Linked DNA regions of Strix aluco: regions 1 and 3 are each linked to region 2. Evidence: chromatin contacts called from public Hi-C data. All regions are on one chromosome and are shown on one strand. The core of a region is the stretch at or near the end of the contact, and the rest is flanking DNA. Distances in the headings are between cores, read along the strand shown.

Region 1 (3,223 bases), core at 450-2,949, 160 kb after region 2:
ATTGTCCTGTAACAGGAGACCGCTTTGCACTTGCTGGACAGGAGTACAATACATCTTCCCTACATCTACAGTGATCCAGTGCTGAACTATGCAGGCAAGATACAGCACTAACATGTTACGCATGAACTCAACAACAAAAACTGCTTCGCTCAGTTCTTTTGTCAAATCCTCTAGCAACTACTAGCTCTCACTGGAATTAAATCAGTGCAGCTTCCTATTCCAAGTAAACTTCATCATCATCATCACAGAATGTCACTGCTAATACAGTCACATTCTTCATCAAAAAGTGTACTAATCAGCAGAACATCTGTGCCGGGAGGCTGCACGGTCAATCTACCTGCTATTACAGCTGTAATATTTTCAGGACCTCCCTGCCTTCACTACAGACATTCGTGTATTTTGGTTTCTACACAAGGTATCTACTTAGGGGTGCTTCTGGAACAATAACTTCTAGCTGGTTCCAAAAATTTAGGTAAGAATTTTGGCAAAGTTCTAGTTAACTGGAGTTATACAAATGATGGTGATCTACCCTTAAACCAACACTTCACAGAGTTTGAAAACATGGACATCTCAGCTATGGCTCCTGCAGGGACACATTCGCCGTTTGGATACTGCCTGTCCTTTCAACTTGTGCCCGGTTCTTCAAATACTGATCTTTAGCAGTGTGATCTAATCTCCACTGACAACCAACTCCTGAATGCCCTCAGCTACTATTTCAGAGCATTTGCAGTGGGGGAAGGTTTTACGGTCTACACATATCAGAAAGACACAAGAGGTTATTATTTGTTGGATGAGGAAATAGTTATTTATTGTTTCAAAATGATGTTGTAGCTGAGCTGACTTACAGATCTTAAGACCAGAGGGAACAGCTACCACTGTCTAGCGTGATCCTTCACTTTGCACTGTTTTATTCTACACACTCACAGTTTCCTCGGCAGGTTTTGCATCAAACCTGCAGCTCCTGTTTGGACCACGACGCGAGCCGGGACCGAGGCCGTGGGGAGCGACGGACCGGGCAGCGTTCGGGGGGCTCAGCCCTTGCCCTGGAGGCGGCCGTGCTGACTCCGGTCGGTCGCCCGTGCCCTGCTGGAAGGGGGGTCGGGCCGAAGCGCTTCGCCGGCGCCAGGCCCGGGAGGCGCGACGCGGCGAGGAGCGGCGGGCCGGCGCTGCCCCCCTCACCCGGCCCACCCGCGGGGCGCGCAGGCCGCGCCCGCCCTGCCCGCCCGCCGCCCCGAGATGGCGGCCGGGGCCGCGCCGCCCCGCAGCGCCCGCGGGAGCAGCAGCGGAGTCCTCGCCGCATGAGGGCAAACCTCGCCGCGCCCAGCCCGGCGGGGCAGCCGGGGGCCGCGGCCGCGCCCGCCGGGCCGGTCTGCCCACCGCCACCGCGGGGAGCCGGGCCGCGCCGCCCCGGCCTTTCACCCCCGCCGCCACCTGCGAGCCCGGGCCTGGGGCAGGGGCCACCGGCGACCCCCCCGCCGGCCCCCGGAACGGAGCTACTCACCGCAGCGGCGCGGCCGCGGCCCCGGCTCCGGCTCCGGACAGGTGCTTTCCTCAGCAGGAAGCGGAGCGGGCCGGGGGCCGGAGGGGAGGCTCCATGGCCGGCGATAGGCAGCTCCGGAGCCGCCGCCAATCACGCGCCGGGCAAAGAGGGAACCGGCTGTGGGGCCTCCCCGCCCCGCTCGGCCGCCGCCGTCCGGCCCCGCCGCGGCCCCGGGGCGCCCGGCCCCAGCCCCCGCCGCTGCGGCCGGGCGTCGGGGCCGGGCCCCTTCCCCCGAGCGAGGCGGGGGCCTGGGGAAGGGGCCGGCGCTGGGCCGGGACGCCCCGCGGGTCTGCGGAGCGCGGTGCCGGGCCTTGCCGCCTGGAGGCAGCGGGTCGGCCCGGCACGACCACATCAGCCGGCGTGGGGGTATAGCCACCATTAGGGCAAAGTACCGCAGCCTCCGTGTGGTTTAATCGCCAGCACAAAGCACGCAGGACCGGTGCTGGTGTCAGGACTGGCAGCAAAACCTCTCTGGCAGCATCTTCAAGAGGTGTTCATCGCCCAGGGGCCCCGAAGGCTGGCGAGCCCATCCGCAGGCTGCGGCGGAGTGGCCACCACCGCGGCAGGGCCAGCAGCCAGAGCCGGGGCTGCCCGGCCAGCCCCACGCGACGGCGAGGACACAGTTTGTCTAAACGGTCCTCAAAAATCCCGGTGATGGCAGTCAGCAATAGCACGCAGTGGCCTTCTCCTTTGGAAAGATTTTCATTTTGTCTTACTAAATGTCTGCTCCTGCAGATTTAGCCTCTTGTCTTTTTTTTTTTTTTTTTTACCTACTCTTTGTTCAAAGGTGCTGTATTCTTGTTTTCCAACTATTTTCCCATCTCCAGACTGGGCAGTCCCGGCTCTCCTTTTAGGTCATGTTCCTTAGACCTCCTGGGATTCCTGTTGCTTCTGGGCTCTTGCCAAATGGGCCACGTTGTTTTTGGAAGGCACTGCACAAAACTGGACATAGTAGTACTCCAGCTAAGGCCTTGCCAAGGCTGCCCACAGCAGGAGGATTAATTCATCAGCCTTACGGTGCCAGGACTCCAAATGCAGCTCAGGCATAACCATTCACTTCCAATTCAAACAAACAACTCCCCCTCGCCACTCTTTCCCCACCCTGGCTGCTGGCTGTTTGGCTCTGAACAGAACTGACTGTTTGTATCTCAGCAGCTCTTTTTTGGAAGGAACAGCAAAACTCTTTCCATGAGTGTGCTGAGACCTTTTTTGCCCCTGATCTTGCAATGAGATTCACAGGTGAACCCTGTATGGCACGGAGCCCGCACACTTGTCCTGAAAGCCACACTGACCAAAGGTTACATCTTCGGGGAGTGCTTTACCAGACCATAGACTGTCACAAAGACTGTAAAAATGAATTTGATTTTTCTAGGTACACATTATTAACTTCCATAGAAAGAAAATATCAGAAGGAAATAACTAGTATGTCACTCATACAGGTGCTATTATAAAAAGTAATTGTCATTATAGCAGTGGATTTCTTTTGACTTAAAAAATCATTTGCGTAACAACATCAAGAATCATAATAGCAGCCTGAAGCAGAAAGCAATTGAGAAACTATTGTATAAACATGGAGTTTCAAAATGAATATACATTACACTGAACTGTGGCTATAAGAAATCATAACTCTGTACTGGCCTCAAGTTCTCCTTTTTATGAAGATGAAAGCAAAGCAAAAACCTT
Region 2 (3,610 bases), core at 496-2,995:
GGCCTTTTCGCTTTACACGGACCGAACCGTACCTTCTACCCAGCTCCACGGGATGTCTCCCCCCTCCCCAGGAGGGCCGCGGAGGAAGCACTGCCCTCCCCACACCATGTGAACGCCCGTCGCACAACAAACATCACTTTCATCACACAAGGAAAATATTTACAGCGGAATTAAAGGTGCGTGAGCACGCATCAGTATGTGACCCGCGGCGGCCGAAGGGGACCCCATCCCCCGACAGACCCTCTCCCATTGCCCCCCCGTCCCGTCGCGGGGCAGCCCCCGGGCCCGCAGCGCCCGCGGCTGGGCCGAGGCCGCGCCCGGAGCGCGCTCCCCCCTCCCCTCCCGCCCGTCATGTGATCCCGCCTGGACGCTGCCCTTGTTTATAAACGCCCGCCGGCACCGCGCATGCGCGCAAGGCCCCATTCATTCAGAACTGCGTAACAGCTCGGCCTGCCCGGGGGGGAGGCGGCGGGAGCGCCCCCCCCCCCCCCCCCCCCCCCGACCCCGCTGTTGCCCCCCGGGCGAAGCCGCCAACCGTGCCGGCGCGGGGCTCACCTGGCTAAAAGTTCCCCCCCTCCTCCTTCCCCAAACAGGCGCTGCTCCCCGCGGCGGGGCAGAGCGCCCTCGCTCTGACAGACTGGGGCAGGCGGGCGTTCCCCGGGGATAAAAAAAAAAGCGGGGGGGGGACACACACCAGCTCTATTTCCCCCGCTTTCGCGGTCTGGCGCCGCAGCTGGAAGACCCCAAGAGGGGCCGGCGGCCCCGCGCACCCCGCGGGTGTCAGCCCAGCAGTGCAGGAGGGTGGCGGCTCCGCCGGGCCGGTGAGGGAAGGCGCCCAGTAAACAATGTCCAGGCTCCCACCGCCGCCAAAAGCCAGGACCCAACGGCCTCCTCGGCTCGGCCTGCGGCCGCCGCCGCTCCCCTCTGGCCCGGCGGACCCCGCCCGTCCCCCGCCGGGGCCTCGCAGCCCCCCAAAAGCGGCAGCTCCAAACTTTATAGCACTTACCAAACCCGTCGCCATTACCAAATTCCCCTCGGCTCCCCCCCCCGCCTCCTCCCCACAATGGAGTCCCGCCCCAGTCTGGCGGTGTTTGGTCGCCGAGTGGTCGAAGGCGACGTTGCTCAAGCCGCAGCCATTTCCTATTGGCTGGCTGACCTGCCTATCAGGAACCCGCCCGGAGGGCGGACATGTTTTGACTCTCCTGCGTAGCAGATTGCACCGCGCCGCACATCAATCACCCCCAGACAGCGCCCCGATTGGCCAATGCCTCCGCCGGCTCGCCGAGATGCATTCTGGGAGCTGTAGTCTTCGCCGCCGCCACCGCCTGCCAACTTGGACGCGATAAGACGACAGCCCCCAGGATGCCCCGCGCGGCGCTCGGCTGATAGTAAACAAGAGTCACAGGGACACGTGTACCGCGCCTCCGCCGCCACGGCCCGCAGCCCCCCGCCCTCCGCCAGGGCCTGCGCTGCGGGGCCGGCCGCCGGCGGCGAGGCTGCCCGCAGGCAGGGCCCCCCACCCCGCAGCAAACCCAAGCGCGGAGAGGCGCTGCCTGACCTGGTGCTGCCGCGGGGGGAGGCAGCGCAGGGGCGGCCTCCCCGGTCTCCTGCGGCGGGAGGACGCTTCTGGCTGTCGCCGCTGCGGGGGAGGCGCGGGCCCCGAGATGGCGGCGGCCTCCGCGGCGGGGCGCTGACTCACGGCAGCAGCGCGGAGAGGGGGACTGGGCCCCAGGTTGGTGCCGGCCTGTAACGATGCCCGGGGGTGCCCGGCACCTTTCCTGATTTACCACCATTCATCAGCGCTCCGAAACGCTGTTACGAAACGGGCCGCGCTCGCGTTTCGCCAAATAAAGGCTGCGGCGTGCAGAGGTGAAAGGAAGTTGCTAAAGGTCAGAGAATGAGTCAGCAGCTGCGCCTGCTCCCGGCTCCAGCCCCTGCCCTCGTTTCGTTTCAGTAAAAAGACATTCACGGTGGCTTAGGTTCAAAATAAAAGGTGCTGGGGAAAAAATAATGGTTTATCAGTCCATTAGTGTTTCCCAGGCATTCCCATACATTTAATTGCCAAAGTACCAACCTGGTTTGTTTAGACATTACAGCTGTGTTACTGACAGAGAAATGAGACTACAGATGCTACAAGAGTTGCCTCAACACAGTACCTCAGACTGCAGGGAGAAGAATGGACTCCTAATCTGAGGCCAAATCCTCATGAAATGCATCGCTATGCATGATCCGATACAAAGCAAATACAGGCAGAATTCAGAAATAATCGATACGATTTTAGAAACTGATGGAGGGTTTCAAGATTTTGCAACTGTTGGGATTTTTCCAAGAAAAACATTTCTTCCTTACCCTATTTTCAGCATCATCCCAATCATGTGAATGTGTCCTAAATCCTGTATCAGAGCTTTTCTTGTAATTTGCTACCTACAACAGTTCTGACTTTCAGGCACGCTAACATAGTTGTGCAAGAAAATAAGCAAAAGTTAACTTTACAATTTAGATTGAAATGGTTCCGTATTTAGAGTTCTCTGCAAGCTTTGTGTCCCATGAAACATGCTGCTAGTGGCCACTAGAGGGAATGCTGGTTTTATTGCTTCCACAGGTCTACAAGGGTAATGCAATTGAAAAGAAAAAAAAAATTAAATCATACACATCGAAATTGTACTTAGCATCACACTCGGTATGCAGATTTCATTAGCACATCAGTTTAAGATCTGGCTTTTCCAAGAAGTAATAATTTGCCTGTTAGTAGAGTCATTGTCATCTGTGGGCACTGTTTGAAGAGAGACATTACTTTCAAAAACATGCAGTATCTTCTGCAGTGTGAATTGGAAATTATTACTTTTTTATATATATATGTGCAAGTTTAGCTTAAAAATAATAAAAATAGTAGAAAAAACAATGCCATGGAATTTAACTAAAAATATTCTGTGCTTAATTGCACAACAAACCAACCCTTTACAGATCATTTTCCCAGTTTGAAAACACAAAAGTTATTCGAACAAATGCCTCCAGGAAAAATCTGAAAATTAATGTTGAGATTCAACTATTAAGCGACTAGACAGCTTATTACAACATCAACTGTCTAACCCTACATCCCACAAGCTCTGATTTTTCCTATGTTTAGAATTCAGGCTTTTCCTAAGTAACTGATAGATCTTCATATAAGGAAGCTTTCATGACATCCTCTCTCTAAAATATATTTTTTAATAAATTGAAAACTGGTAAATCAGGAATCATCTTTTTTACACCACTCCACAATAAAATTAACTTTAAAGCTGTGTTCCTTCCTCCCCTTTCTCTTTTGATCTTCCTTATACATCTAAACAGCCTTTAGGCTCTTTGGAGAGAGACTCCAGCTTCAGGGGTTTTTAATGAATTTTACTGCAGACCCTGCATTTCCAGATCGAGTCTTGGCAGAAGACCTGTATATGCAGATGCCTCCATTCTGCAAATAAGCTACTCTGCTTGTGGTACAGCCACTTACAAGGTAAAACTCACAGTTTACTCTTCTGAAAGCTCCATCTGCTGCAGTGTGGAAGGTGCAGAGTGCAGAGACTGGATCAAGCAGCTACAGAAGATACAAAACCCTGTCTGAAGCCCCATCAGA
Region 3 (3,514 bases), core at 313-2,812, 220 kb before region 2:
GCTGTGTGGGTACACAGCTGCCAGCCAGCTATGTGTGGTCAACCCACCACACATCTGAATCAGTTTGGAGGCCCTGATTTCAGGTGGAGACAAGGTTTTCCACTATTTAATTTGACACACTATTACAGGAATGTGCTTACTCTCACCTAGAATATTTTTATGGTTTTACAATCAATCAGATATAACAAAACTGTTAACGGAGGTCAAGTTGTGTGACAGACTTCATTCACTTGGCCAATTTGGTTTATCACCACATAAAACATTCTGACAAGACAATGGTTTCTTAAAAAAAATACCTTTGTTTGTTGTAAATTCACTGTCTCTAGCTTTTGCAGATCTCACAAAATCAGCTGCCACTATCATTGGTGTGTAGCACAAATCGCAACTGTATTTCCTAACCAAGGTTCTGAAAGCCAACCTGCAGACACATGAAAATTAAGAGATAAATAGTAAAGTAATTTTTCTGATTAGCTATTCTAAAATGCTGTTCTGACATGCAGTACTTTGGGGATGTCCGAGCATAATCGTAAGATAAAACATGTCCCATGTCTATCTCCATCTTAAATAAAGGAGAAAAAAGGTAATCATCCCTGTTTTTACAGTCAAGATAAACTTCCTCAGAGAAAATACACTGAAAATATAATTGACATGACAGTTACTTACTTTGAATAGCGGACCATAGGGGCACATATTTTTACAACTTGCCCAGAATGAAACAAATCCATGGGATCTTTTAGTTGGCATTGTTTAGTTTCTATGATGTCACCAATCATGTATAATTAACAATTCTTTTAGCATCTGAAAAAACAAACAGTGTTCGCGTGTAAGTAATTCAGCTATTTCTCATACGCCACGCAGCAAAGCATTAGAGCTTAAACTGGACTTGCTCTTTGGTAAAGCATCGCGCAAGAAGTCTGTCACTGACACAGCATCAGAACAAGCCTTCTGCCACCACCAGCTATGACCACCGGCCCTGCGCCCGGCGTCCCGCTGTAATTTATAGTACCCTCGTCGTAACACCCTCGTGTTTTCATTCCTTGCGGCACAGACCGTTCAGGGTGGGAAGGAGGTTTCCAGCCCAGCCCCGCAGCGCAGGCCCGGCTCCGAGGCCGGTCTCGGGGGTCAGGGCAGCCCCTGCCCTGCCCCACAGGCCTTACGCTGAAAGTCTCCCCCCACGTCCAGCGAGCACCGCCCCTGCTTCAGCCTAGGCCCGGCGTCTCTCGTCCTCCCGCTCCAGCTCCCTCCGCCTCTCCCCGCACGGCGGGGGCTGCGGCCCGACCACCCCGGCCTGCGCTAGCTCCCGCGCGGCGGTGCCTGCCGGGTGCCGGGGGCGCGGGCCCGAGGAGCGCCGCGCTGCCGCCGCCGCCGCCCCGGCACACCCGGCTGCCGCCGCCCCTCCCTGCGGCCAGGCCGCGCTGCTGGTCCCCGCCGGGCTCCCGGATCGCTGCCGGCCCCCGCCCGGCCCGGTCCCGCGCTCACCACGTGCGCGAGCGCCCCGCCGCCAACGCCGCCCGCCCGCGGGGCGGCCCCGTTCCGTCGCGCTCCTTCGCCATCATCGCCGCGCGCCGCCGCCCGGGAGTGACGCGCGGGCTCCCGGCACCTGCCAGCATGGAGGAGGCGGGGGCGGGCGGCGGCGCGGCCCCGGCCCCGGCCCCGGCCCTCGCTGAGCTGCTGGCGGACGGTGAGGCGCGGCCGTTGGCGGCGGGGCGGGCGGGGACGCGCCGCTCGCTCGGCGCGGGCGAGGGGCAGCGCCTGACTGTGACCCCGCCGGCGGGGCCACGTCGCGGGTCGCCGGCGGCCCTGAGAAGACGGAGGGTCTTTGGCAAGGGCTGGGCGGGCAGAGCCAGGGAGGAGGTGCCGGTGAACCCCTGTGCTGTCAAGTCACGGAAAGTTTCGGCGCCCGAGGGACGGCAGGCGCTGGGGACTGCCGCTGAGCCTCCCCCTCCTCGGGGAGGGCAGCTCCCGCCGCTGGCGGGGGGTCCTGGTGGCGCGGTCCGGCGAGGCGGCGTGTTCACCTGTGGTCGGTTGCTCCTAAAGGGGGGAAAAAAAAAAAAAGGGCACTGAAAGGGGGGAGACGAAGGTGCTTGGTAATACCAGCGTGCGCTGCCTGCAAACTCGGAACTTGATCCAGAGTCATCACTGCAGTATCATTTCTTATTTTAGTATTTACAGCCAATACCGCTGTAAGAGTCTGTGATGATTTCATGAAGTTGTTCTCATGCCACTTCGATCCTCAGTGATTTGAAGGTGGCTGGTGTGTGTTTGATTATGGTACAACCTCAACGGCCTCACTCTGCTTACACTGTAAAGTTTGAAGAAGAAGATATGGATACTTTTTAGTGTATTCTACTCAAGAAGAGGCTGTGGTGAATAAAGGAACATGTGTCTTTTTCACCATTTACGCCCCACGCCACTCCCCCCAGTCATCAGCTCCAAACTTGTTTCTCTTGATTGTGGTCTCTTCTCAAATCAGTGTCTCGTGTATATTATGCAATGTAGCAAACATATGCTGTTACATTTGTAGAATGTGAAAGTCAGAGAAGTGTATGCTTTAGGTCCATAAATATTATTAAACTGTTTTGAAGTATGAAGGTAAAATCTAAATCTTTTTCAGAATGTTATGCTGACTTCTTCAGAGAAGACTTTGATGTGAAAGCTTATACTTCCCAGTCTATCCATCAGGCTGTGATAGCTGAGCAACTGGCAAAACTTGCCCAAGGTATCAGTCAGTTGGATAAAGAGCTTCATTTACAAGTAAGTTTAAAGCATACCTGTTATTCTGGAGTGGTTGATACAAAGTAGTCAAAAGTTTAGTAATCTTAAGATCTTGTTGCTTCTGAAATTGCCCAGTGTATTCTGCAAGCAGTAACTAAAGGTACAGCTTGCAGCAAAATGAGTTGTGAATCTGACACTTAACTCCGTCAAGCCCACACTTAATGCTCCTACCAAGAAGCCACATACTGCTTTGCTTTCAGTTCCTGCAGCCAATCTCTGTATGGATGGAGGTTCCACTCTTCCTTGTAAGGATGTTCCCTGACTCCAAATTATCATGTCAGCTATCAGAAACTCTGGCCTGTGTTTTGTGATGACAATTGTGAGAAGATAGGGAATGGTTTAACTTGCACCCTTTCACCCTGTGCTGGAGAGTAGCCTTGGCTCTAAGGCTTACCTTTAGCTGGGCGAATATAAGCTATGTTAACACACCTCCACACCTTTAGAAGGGCTTTTGAGTTTGGATAGTAGAAGGCTTTTTGATAAAATCTATGCAGACACCACAAATCCACAGTGGACCTTGCAGTGAGAACTCATGCTAATTTTGTGTGTAGTTTCAGAACCTGCTTCCTCCCACTCCCTGCCCCAATTAGTAAATTCTTTGGGAACTAGTTTCTAAATGTTGTAAATAGAAAAGAAACTATTTAAAATGTGAATATACATTATTACTGTGTTATTAATAAGCTTACCTTTACAATTACTATTATATATGAGGGAGCGTTGAAATGTGATTACTCTGCTG

Evidence for each region. Hi-C and Micro-C count contacts between places; a contact is called where the count stands out from the background.
Region 1: a contact with region 2 is called in a Hi-C map of brain, with 4 times the contacts expected there. The contact joins the promoter of PIK3CG here to the promoter of HBP1 in region 2. A contact is called at or near these places in 2 of 2 Hi-C or Micro-C datasets (brain and heart).
Region 3: a contact with region 2 is called in a Hi-C map of heart, with 5 times the contacts expected there. The contact joins the promoter of DUS4L here to the promoter of HBP1 in region 2.

The regions. Positions count from the first base shown.
Region 1 is chr5:73,605,543-73,608,765 of bStrAlu1.hap1, forward strand. It overlaps PIK3CG (phosphatidylinositol-4,5-bisphosphate 3-kinase catalytic subunit gamma), which reads right to left and starts at 1,700. Exons shown (of 12, transcript XM_074827797.1): 1 at 1,502-1,700.
Region 2 is chr5:73,444,197-73,447,806 of bStrAlu1.hap1, forward strand. It overlaps HBP1 (HMG-box transcription factor 1), which reads right to left and starts at 1,746. Exons shown (of 11, transcript XM_074827784.1): 1 at 1,559-1,746.
Region 3 is chr5:73,228,888-73,232,401 of bStrAlu1.hap1, forward strand. DUS4L (dihydrouridine synthase 4 like) reads right to left here and starts at 1,563. Exons shown (of 13, transcript XM_074827794.1): 1 at 1,480-1,563; 2 at 664-798; 3 at 297-418. The coding sequence starts at 773. COG5 (component of oligomeric golgi complex 5) reads left to right here. Exons shown (of 22, transcript XM_074827780.1): 2 at 2,615-2,754.